2 separate regions of the Triticum aestivum genome follow, and region 2 is linked to region 1. Evidence: chromatin contacts called from public Hi-C data. All regions are on one chromosome and are shown on one strand. The core of a region is the stretch at or near the end of the contact, and the rest is flanking DNA. Distances in the headings are between cores, read along the strand shown.

What was found. Hi-C and Micro-C count contacts between places; a contact is called where the count stands out from the background.
Region 2: a contact with region 1 is called in a Hi-C map of leaf, with 4 times the contacts expected there. The contact joins the promoter of LOC123085711 here to the promoter of LOC123085713 in region 1. A contact is called at or near these places in 2 of 5 Hi-C or Micro-C datasets (both in leaf).

The regions. Positions count from the first base shown.
Region 1 is chr4A:162,957,301-162,963,004 of IWGSC CS RefSeq v2.1, reverse strand. LOC123085713 (SNF1-related protein kinase regulatory subunit beta-1) reads right to left here and starts at 2,382. Exons shown (of 4, transcript XM_044507406.1): 1 at 1,989-2,382. The coding sequence starts at 2,228.
Region 2 is chr4A:162,113,410-162,118,801 of IWGSC CS RefSeq v2.1, reverse strand. It overlaps LOC123085711 (inactive glucose-6-phosphate 1-dehydrogenase 4, chloroplastic), which reads left to right and starts at 1,366. Exons shown (of 12, transcript XM_044507400.1): 1 at 1,366-1,659; 2 at 2,106-2,301; 3 at 2,588-2,853; 4 at 3,172-3,266; 5 at 3,365-3,479; 6 at 3,580-3,785; 7 at 3,885-3,993; 8 at 4,071-4,111; 9 at 4,493-4,613; 10 at 4,727-4,926; 11 at 5,325-5,392. The coding sequence starts at 1,582.

The DNA of each region.
Region 1 (5,704 bases), core at 1,133-3,632:
CATGAAGACTAGACCTTGATTCACCAAAACTAGCAAAGCTATTCCAATATCTACGCGTTCTCTCTCCTAGATATAGCTATTGTTGCGAACCTTGATTCACCACGGGGTAACTACTGTGCTGTAGCCAGACGAGCATGGCTGTGACGGACTGGGTAGACATAGGTTTAAATGAGAGAATAACTTGAGGGTAGATTGATTGTTCTTGCCTGACTCCTTATATATCGTCTATTTTGCCTCTGGACCTTTTCTAATACGATTGGACTCCTTAGTCCCGAACTGCTATAGAAACTATGTATTGGCAACAACCTAAGAGATCCACACTTAGTCTTAATGCATAAAACATCCATTGTTTTGGTGTGTCTAAGGTTGTATCTAGGAGAGAACACACTTAGTCTTAATGCATATGTTGTATCTAACCTTGTTTTATAGCAATAAATGAATACACAAATATTTGACGTTCTGCATATTTCACTAGAATAAAATATTCCCTGTCATGTTTTATCCCTATGCTTATAATGCTTGCAGTTCGTCTAGATGCAACAGAATTTTCTCATTTCCATCTGTGCACCTACTGTGATTCATATGGTTCTACCAAGTAAAGGGAAAAATGATTTGGGTGCATGTTCAAGGTAAGAAAGGGCAAAAGGGTATTAACATGCAAATACACTGAAAACAGAAAAATGATAACATCATATTGTGCCATTCCGAAGCTAAGCAGGATAGTCATGCTGTAAGCCTCGATACACTCGTTTCATGGATTTGGATGTGTCCGCTTTACTAGTGACATCAACGGGAAAACTGATAAATTGAGCAGAGGCTGTGGCAACTACTAATTGCATATATTTAGTTGCTTCAATTATTTTCAGTTTAATCAATCCTTATGGCCATTACCCAAGAGAATGGAAAAAATCCTCACGCATTGTTACATCATATAGAATACTTGATGTCAATGCACCAGAAGAGATCTACATTCTGCAGACAGTGATAGCATAATCCCAGGATTGTAGCAGAAGGGTTGGTTCAGAAGTAATAGACAGTATGACACTGAGAAAAAAAATGAGAAGGTGACTGACATACCAATCCAATCTTCAGCCATAATAATAGAAAAATATATACATCAGGTCGCCGGCTCTAATTGAACAAATCAATCCTGTATTTTTCCTTTGAATGCTTAGGCACGACTTGAAGCACGACTGACTGTATATCGAGTATTAATTTCATTTTGAAAAGCATCTAAATTCATGGTCTGAAAACCAGTATCAGTGTCGATATGAACCAGAGCCCTAACAGAAAGCCTATAAATTCCTTGGACAGCCCAAACGGAGACATCATTCTCATGACTAACTTACACATCACCATTACAGTACCTAAAGTAACTATTGGGCAAGGGGCAAACGAAAATTTTAGAACTAACCAATCTGCTTCATGTAAAGTTTTAATCAGAACAGCAAAACCCATAAAAAGTCTGTACAATCAAACGACCATTCAACAGTTTGCACATAAAAGAACCACCCTATTTACTGTCCAAGTAGCATACTAGCTTATTCTGAAACGGTTTGCTGCTTAGGAGAAAACAATCAAGCTCGCACAAGCGACTGCCAAAGTGAAACTAGGCAAGATAAACACAACTGGTGTCTTCCTGCATTGTCATTACAATCAGTAATACTAAGATGAAGTAGCAGCAAGTAGGCTTGCGCTCCTTTGCTCTATTCTCGCGCAGGGATCAAACAGTTTATCCACAGCAAGGGCAGCATTAGCTAAAAGTGAATTTGGAGGATACCGAGCCATTTCCAGATCGCGACCACTCCTCACCTTGGGACCCTAGGCCAACCAACCAACCAACCAACGAAATCAGTGGAACCTCCACATCTGGAGATCACATACAAGCACCAGCAGGGGGGAAACTAGGCATCCGAACCGAACCAAACTGTGTAGCAGTAGAGCGAGCAAGGAAATGGAGAAGAGGGTGCGGGATCTGGTGATCTGACCTGGGGCACGAACATCCGCGGCGAGAGGGAGCGGCCGGGGCTCCCGGGCGGCGATCCGGGCCCGCCGCTGGCCCCCACGACGCCCACCGAGCACGCACGGCGCACGTGGTTGGCGCCTCCGCCGTAGGGAGGGAAGCCGCGGGCCGAGGAGTCGTCGCCTCCGTCCTCAACGTCGACGTCGGCGGCGTCGGCCTCCCCGGGCGCGGCGGCGTCCTCCTCCCTGCCGCTGGCGTTGCCCATGGCCTCCCTCCTCCTCCTCCTCCTCCTCCTCCCCCCGCCCCCGCGGCGGCGAAATCACGGAAGTGCCACTCACTGCGTTGTGGCGCTGCTGTTGCGCGAGGGGGCAAGGAAGACGAGCGAGAGAGAGAGGGGAAGGAAAGGGAGAGGGATGGCTGCTGGCTGCGCCCGTTTGGTCGCGTAATTAAGCGCGTGCCGCTGCCTGCCCCTTGCCCGGGAAGCGTGGCGGCACCCGTGCACCCGGCGCTCGTGGGTTGCACCGTCACCGTCGCGTCGGCCCCACGTGGCCCGCCCGCCGGTCGGTGCAGGAGGGTGTAGCGCACGGAGGTTCGTGTTTGGTGATATGTACGTGACGTGGAGCGGGGCCCGGCCCTGGTCACGGTGCGCACGTTCGGACGGACGTTGGGTGAGGGAGAGAGAGGAGCCTGAACCTGCTGGGTCGGGCGCCGGCTCCGGGGACCCGAAATCCGGCATCCGTCGCTGCGATCTCATTGGCGTGTTGTCTCGCGAATCCTTTGCGTTGAAGAATGAGAATCGTGAAAGGGATGGATTCGTGTTGAGGAACATGGTAGGTGAAGGATTGGCCTTGTGGCGGTTGCCGTCGCGAGTATCACCCATATTCCAGTGTTTGTCGTGCCACTGCAGGAAATTTGGCAACACTGTCGTCGTTCATTTTATGTAGGCTGCGCCTCATCTAAGAGCTTGGATTAAGATTTTCGTCGAGACTACGTACGAAGTTGACGGGAAATGAAAGCGGGTCCACCACGTTTCTCTCTCTAAGGGGCGACCGAGAGGCGATCGCTAGGCGATCGGGAGGCGGCGCCTAGGGTTAGGGTTTGAACATAGGGTGGTGGTCATCTCCGGGCAGCGGGATCGCGGCGACGGCGTTGTGATCTCGGCTGGCTACGGCGCGGGTTTTCCTTCTCGAAGGCGAGGCAATGGCGTCTGCATCGAGCAAGGGAGGGGGTGTTCCCTCACAGGCGGCGACTCCGACGAAAAAGGATGTGGCGCTGGCGACAGGGCAGAACGCATCCGCGAAGAGGGGATCTCCAGGATCCCCGGCTGATGGCAAGGTGTCGGAGGAGGCCGCGACCCTGTCAGCGAAGATGGGAGGACTAGCGCTGACTGAAAAGGAGGCGGCTGGTTTCGTGTTCGACGAGCCGGGGCCAAGGAAGAAGCAGGACGTGAAGTGGGCGGTCGTGGGGAAATCGTTTTCGCCGCGTCCCTTGAACAGATATGCTTTTGAAAGAGCGATGCAGAGGGCATGGGGACTCCATCGAGAAGCCCAGTTTAAGGATTTGGGCGGCAATATCTTCATGATCAAGTTTGGAAGTGAGGGTGACTGAAAGCATGCCCTGAATAATGGCCCATGGCAGTTCGACTTCAACGTAGTGGTGTTGAAGGACTATGATGGTGTGACCAGGCCGTCTGAGATGATTTTCAACACAATTGACGTCTGGGTAAGGGTAGGTGATCTACCTTTGGACAAAAGAACCAAGGAGTTTGGAGAGGCTCTAGGAAATTGGCTGGGTAAAGTAGTTAAAGTGGATGTTGGGGAAGATGGGCTGGCTAGAGGAACGGAGCTCAGGGTGAGGACCAAAATTGCAGTGCAGGATCCGTTGGTTCGCGGCTTCTACCTGAAGAAGAAACCGGATGATGAAGAGAAAACGTGGTTTGATTTTGCTTATGAGAAGGTTCCTCATTTTTGTTTTGATTGTGGAAGGCTTGTGCATGTAGATGGACGATGTGAACCACCAGTTGACCCGCTTTCCCACTGGGGAGAGTGGCTCCGTGCCTCACCAGGTAGGTCCCCGTCGGGTGCCCATGAAAAAAAGCAATGGAGGGGAAGCTCAAGCATGGGTTTTAGTAAGGAAAGTTCAAGGTCAAGTGGAGGAGAAAATGGCTCGAAAGGACAGAGCTTTGTTAGAGATCTTCCAATGCGTTGACCCCTCTATAGGGAGTACACACCCTCAGCTGACTCCCACACTGGTGGGGTGCAGAACAAAGGGAAGGAGCACGATGAAGTGATCAGCCCACAAAAATCGCACACTGGTGCAAGGGCTGAGAAGGAAAAGGATCTACGGGATGACTTAGAGGAAAGGAGAGAAAGGAATCTACGCAATGAGCTGCACCAAAGGGTCAGAGAGGGAATCATCTCTCCGGAGTTCAGTGGGAGGTAGCAAGTTCAGGGAGAGAGACCAAGTATGGGGCAGCAGAGGCGGCCGGGGTATTATGTTCGTAAACCAAGGAGGGATGATGGTACTGCCCGACGGCGGGAGAGCTACCAACAGTATGTGCCAAAAGAGAAAAAACGTTCATCAAAACAGATATGGGTAGCAAAAGGGGAAGGGGCCAGGAGGGAAGGAGCAGATATGTTCTCTGGTGATAAACGACAGAAAGTGTCGTCGGTCTTTGAGCGTATCGGTGATCATGGAGCTACATCGGCGGACCCCGAGTTCCGGGGCCGCCGGGACCAATGAATTTCTTGGCCTGGAACTGTCGGGGACTGGGGTTGGACCCGACGGTGGGTGAGCTTAGAGACCTGATACGGTCTTACAACCCAGCGGTGGTTTTCTTGAGCGAGACAAAAAAGAAGGCGAGAGCTATGGAAAAAGTCAGATGGAGTTTGGGGTTTAGGAATGGTATAGTTGTGGACTGCATGGGCAAAAGTGATGGCTTAGCTTTATGGTGGAGAGACACTATCCAGGTTAAAATCCGACCGTAGTGCCAATACTATATTGATGCGGAGATGTCACATGAGGGTAGAATCTTTAGGTTCACTGGAATCTATGGGGAACCTCGTACGGAGCACCGGAATAAAACATGGGAAGCTTTACGTTATCTGAGGAGACAAGACAATTTACCTTGGCTTTGTGCGGGGGATTTTAATGAGATTCTTTTCCAAACAGAGCAGTGAGGTGGAAACTTAAGGTGTTTTAACCAAATGGAGGGGTTCAGAGAATGCCTGGCTGACTGCGGCTTGGCGGATTTGGGGTTTACCGGGTACCCGTTCACGTGGGATAATAGGCAAGATGCTGAAGGAAATATACAAGTTCGTCTTGATCGAGCCACATGCGATGATGAGTTTCTTCAAGCATTCCCGGAGACTATGGTGGAACATGTTTTAACAGAAGAGTCAGACCATGCGGCACTTGTGATTAGAGCAGCAGTGTCACTGGACACAGCTAGGAGCAAGGACCCGAGGGGTTTTCGCTTTGAGGAAGCATGGACACGTCATGAGGGTTATGATGAGATGATTTCACGTGCATGGGAGGAAACCAGTCAGCAGTTTGGGGAGACAGCGGACATGAGCACCAAACTGGGCGCGATGACCAAGGCCATGCAGAAATGGATAAGGGAGATGTTTGGCTCATTACGTAGACAGATTTCAAAGCTTAAGTTGCAACTGAAGGATGCCAAGGAAAGGTCGCTGCAGACCGGGTATTTTCAGGAGATTAAAGATATTGAAAGTCAGCTTC
Region 2 (5,392 bases), core at 117-2,616, 840 kb after region 1:
TATTATTTCTAGCATTCGTTATACTATCATGATTGAAGATGAATAGATTGGAAGTTTTCTCGCAAAAAAAAGAATATCAGCAAAACATCCCCATTGATTGAAAAAAATTCACATGATTTTTGAAGGATTTTGATTTTTTCCTTCACATTCCCGTCCTTTGAGAATCTATAAATTAGAGGCCCATAAATAGGTTCATGAAGAAAAACCAAAGCTACATGCCCATAAATAGGTCCACAAGCTCAAGCAGGAGCATAGATCGATATACAGACACATTGTAGATGTTGCCTCAACTAACAATCTACTCTATCTGCATGGGCATAGTTTGCAAATCTGAGTTTGTTTTTGCGGGTTCCAAACCTGAGTTATGAGTGTAATTTTTGTATACTATTTTTGCACAACAACCGCTTCCCAATTTACCTTTCAAATTTTGTCAATGATTGGATACACCTCGAAAACATTGATACCTTCTTGTGGCATTCGAAAAATTCTGTTAAAGATTGGTGGATCAATTTATCAGATGCCAACATCCCTCATAGGAAAGTCATGGTCTGTCTCAAACAAGAGAAATGCCCGTGTCTTCCGACACAAGAGCGCTACATCCAATCCTTCTAAACTTAATTAAGGCCTTGTTTGGTTCCAAATAAGTCACCAACTTATAAGTTCAAAAGTGAAAAAAATAACTTATTTTGCCAAACAGACCCAACTTATAAGTCACCCCAACTTATAAGTCATAAGTTGCTCCACCCCAACTTAAAACTTATAAGTCACCCCTTTTTGCATGGGTCCCACCACCTTTACATAAAAAAACAAGATGGAAATGTGTGCTCAGATAACTTATAAGTCAGGTGATAACCAAACAGACGTGACTTATAAGTCACTGGTTTTAAGTCACCTGACTTATAAGTCAGGTGACTTATTGGAACCAAACAGGCCCTAAAGAGAAGGCCATGCTTTGGACCAAAGCGGGTGCTAAGAAGTTAGAAAAAATAATATTGAGATAGTAACATTTTGTAACAATAGGGTATTTTTGTAACAATAAACTTTTTAATTAATAGACGAGGCAAAGCTCACGCCTATGTTTAAAGAAAAACAATAACAGTGGCGACGATGACAATAATATTTCTCATACAAATTCAGTAGTACCAACTTGTGTTTGTCAGAACCAAGAACTTGGACAGTGAAACTGCATCCCACGCTTCGAAACGGCAAAGCGGTAGCCGATAGCGAAAAAGTTTAGCTCCCAGATGCACGCGTCCTTACACATTAGTAACGTTATTTTTAGACTTGCTGCTCTGTACGTATTTCACAAAGCGAGGAGTACTTTGTCACTTTCCTAGGGCTTTTTTTGGCTGTACTGCGAAATGTGCATCCCAACGGGGGCGGCTACAGAGCGTCGCTATCCACTCCCTCGTGATACCTGAAACCGACGACACGTACGGCTAGCTACTGTCGCGTGGCTGTCTATCACTATCAGATCAGCCGGGGCCTGACTGACACGATCCTGGCACCGGCCACCGGCGTGAGACTAAAAAGAAGCGGGGCGGGATACGGCGGACCGAGAAAGAAGCGCCAACGCCGTGTATGGCTACCACGGTCCTCGCCGTGAGGGCTTCAGCAGCTCCAGCGCCGCCTTCGTTGGGGGCTGCGCGCTTCAGCCCGGTGAGTACTCCAGCAGAGCTCCTGTGGTTGGTGGCCGTCGTGCCTTTTGGCCTCCTTCCACCCTTGTGGCGCGCTTGACCTGCTTGATAAAATGCCTTTACCAACTTGTTATGGTTATGGTGCTATGCTGGATTCTGTGACCATGGATGCGTCATGCGTCATTCCTACGGGCCAAGAGGGGTGGATGGAAGGGCGAGCGCTCCTGTCTGCTATCAGGATGTTCGATGAAATGCGTGTGCGAGCATGTGATTCTTGTGGCCCGTTCTGGCACCCGAGGGTGACGGAATACAGAGTCGGCCAAGCACCATCCTGCCTCATATTGCCTACAGATGATGCTTGCCTTTTATTTGCTCTGCATTTGGTTTAATTACTGTCATTGTCCGATGTAGTAGACATGGACACATTCAAGTGCTGATCAACTGCCTGCTTGATGCTTCTGCACGTAGGTTGCAGGACCTGCTGTCAGTCTTAGAACGCAATGTTGGATTGCTGCCAAGATGAAGCTCCACAAGGCCCTGAGGAGGCATGGATCGCAAGTTCAGAGAAAGCTGGAAATTCAAGGGGTTGGTAAAATTCCTGACTGCTTCAAGGTTGCATCGCTGACTGGAAGGATGACTCGTCGGAATGTACAACTTGCTGATGGTTGGTATTCGGAAACCACTTGCTATTTGCTACTTCAAGTATATCTATCAAAATTATGAGATTCCTGGCTTATCATTCCCACAGATTTACATGTGTGCATGCCAGTAGTTTGCTTCATGCCTTTGAAAGTTATGTTCAGTTCGCATTATTTGTGAAATATGCTAGTCCCTAGTTTTTATCATACTATCTTACTACTGTCATCACAAATTTCTCCGTGGTTATTTGCTTGCATCCAGATGCTTTCACACACACACACACACACACATTATTGCTTCCTTTTATGTAGAAACAGGAGGTGAAACAGCAAATACAAGCTCTGTTATGTCAGATAACTCGATCGATGACAAAAGTTCAATGCATTTGGGACTCAACCACTCTGAAGCTGATCATCCTGTACTAGAGGAAGACCTTGTTCTGTTTGATAATTTTGATGACCAACCTGAAAGTGTACCATCTCTTTGTATTGCTGTTATTGGAGCTACTGGCGAACTGGCAAGAAATAAAGTCTTCCCAGCACTATTTGCTCTGTATTACAGTGATTTTCTTCCTCAGGTATGAGCATAACATGTCATAACATCTGATTGCCTTCATTTTTATCCCTTTTTAGAACCATCCTTAGCAAACAAGCTTCGATTTCCAATCCCATATCTGTGATCAACCCGCTGAATGATCAATTTCTATTTAGGATTAGTTACATCTTTCCTATACATAGTTAGGCTTAGTGCTAATAGAGGTGGTGTTGTACGTGTGAATAATGATGCAGAATAATCAGATTTTCGAGTACTTTTGGGAGTTCGAATCTAGTGACTGCCTGTCAACTGTCTGTATTATCATTTCATCCTGTCACAACTTCAATGCTTTATATTGCAGAATGTTGCCATATTTGGATATTCTAGAAAGACATTAGCAGACGAGGATTTAAGATCCATGATTGAAGCCAATTTGACCTGTCGGGTAGATCACCAGTACGTTTCTTTGGTAGCAGACCTTGACTCCAAGCTTCATGCTATTAAATTTAGGAAGTTTTCATCTGATATATATTTATAATATTGTTGTGCTGCAGTGAAAACTGTGAAGAAAAGTTGAATGAATTCCTTAAAAGGACATACTATGTCGATGCAGGACATGATAACATAGATGGGATGGCCAAACTGAATTCGAAAATGGCACAGATAGAGGTGAGATTACGTCACACTTCTGAAATTCTGTTGGATCGAATTCAAGGGCTATAATTGAACCTGGGATTTGTATGTTAATTCCCAATTTCTCGTTTCAAAGGGCACTTGTGCAGCAAACAGGATATTCTACCTTGCTGTTCCCCAAGAGGCACTTCTTGATGTGGCATTGCCATTATCTGACAGTGCCCAAACTAAGCATGGCTGGAATAGGATAATTATCGAGAAACCATTTGGCTTCACTAGTTTGTCCTCACAACGGGTAACACAGTCTTTGCTGTCAAGATTTGAAGAGAGGCAAATCTACCGGTGACCATCTTGTATCCATGCAAGTTACAAGTCCTGTCACTAGTTTTTACTGCACCTTTCTTTCCCTTAAATCTTATTGCTAAACATTATATCACACAGAATTGATCATCTTTTGGGGAAGGATCTAATCGAAAATCTCACTGTCTTGAGATTTTCTAATTTGGTATTTGAACCTTTATGGAGTAGGAAGTACATACGCAATGTGCAGGTACTTTCGAAATAAGCTCATTTCACCAATGTTTTTATTTTTACATACACACTGCTAATGTGCATGCATTGTTACAGGTCGTTTTTTCTGAAGAAACATCAGCAGAAACACAAGGGAGGTCAGTTAACATGAAGGCATTTCTCTTAGGGAAAAAGAAACATTACTAAGTCATCATCGATAAAAGAATGCTAAAGCCCTTTAGGTTACATCATCATCAGGCACCATTTGTTTTGCAGTCTAAATAATATAAACTTTGGCTATGCAGGTTTTATGTAAATTAGCACAAGTTCATCCTACTGAGTAATTCTTAACAAAGGAAATTTAGTACTGCACCAGTTTTAATCCTGGTTTTATGCTGCATGATTAGCTTACAACTGGGTCTGTGACCTTCAATGTAGTCTCTAATTTACTCAGGGTTTTTAATGAAACTTTAGTCCTTTATTAGTGCTCCCATTTTACATTTATACTATCATTTAGTTCATCCACCATGTCATTTCAGGTACTTTGGAAACTACGGGATAATCCGTGACATAGTGCACAGCCACATTCTTCAAACGATAGCACTATTTGCTATGGAACCACCTGTTAGTCTTGATGGGGAGGATATCCGCGATGAGAAGGTAACCGATAGAGCACTATAATTTAATACCAGAGAAAACCATGCACTTACCATCCTGGAAGTAAAAAAATGCTAATATTTGTTACAGGATTAAGAAAACTATATGTTATGCAGGTGAAGGTGCTCAAATCAATTCGAAAAGTGGACATTGAGGATGTCGTCCTTGGTCAACTCAAAGATACCTCCGGTAAAGTTGACAGATATACAAAATCAATGACACCTACCTACTTTGCTGCCGCCATGTACATTGACAATGCACGTTGGGATGGGGTGCCTTTTTTGATCAAGACTGGAATGGGACTTATGGAGAATAGGTACTCTCAATGAGTTCCATAACTTTTACCATTAGATGTCTTGGCTGGTTTATCTCTTACTCTCAAAAGAAGTCAGTGTCTGATTTCAGTCACCTCATCATATCCTTTTGTTATAATGGAATCATCATCATTATACCTTCCATAAATCTTTGAATTCTCCAAAGGTAAAAGTGCATAGTGTTTCGTATGCATAGGTAACACTCTTGTCATACTCCCTCCGGTTTGTACTAAACCAGCGACAATTAATATGGACCGGAGGGAGTATTATTTTCAATAGCCCACCCTCCTCTGAGCACATTATTGAGATCTTTGCATGCTTACTGTTTCAGAAAAACAATGTACCACTTACCTACCTGATCAAGCATAGCTGACAATTCTTAATCCTTCATTTCCTTCAGAGCTGAGATTCGTATTCAATTTCATCATGTCCCTGGCAATATCTACCGTGAACGTTTTGGTCATGACA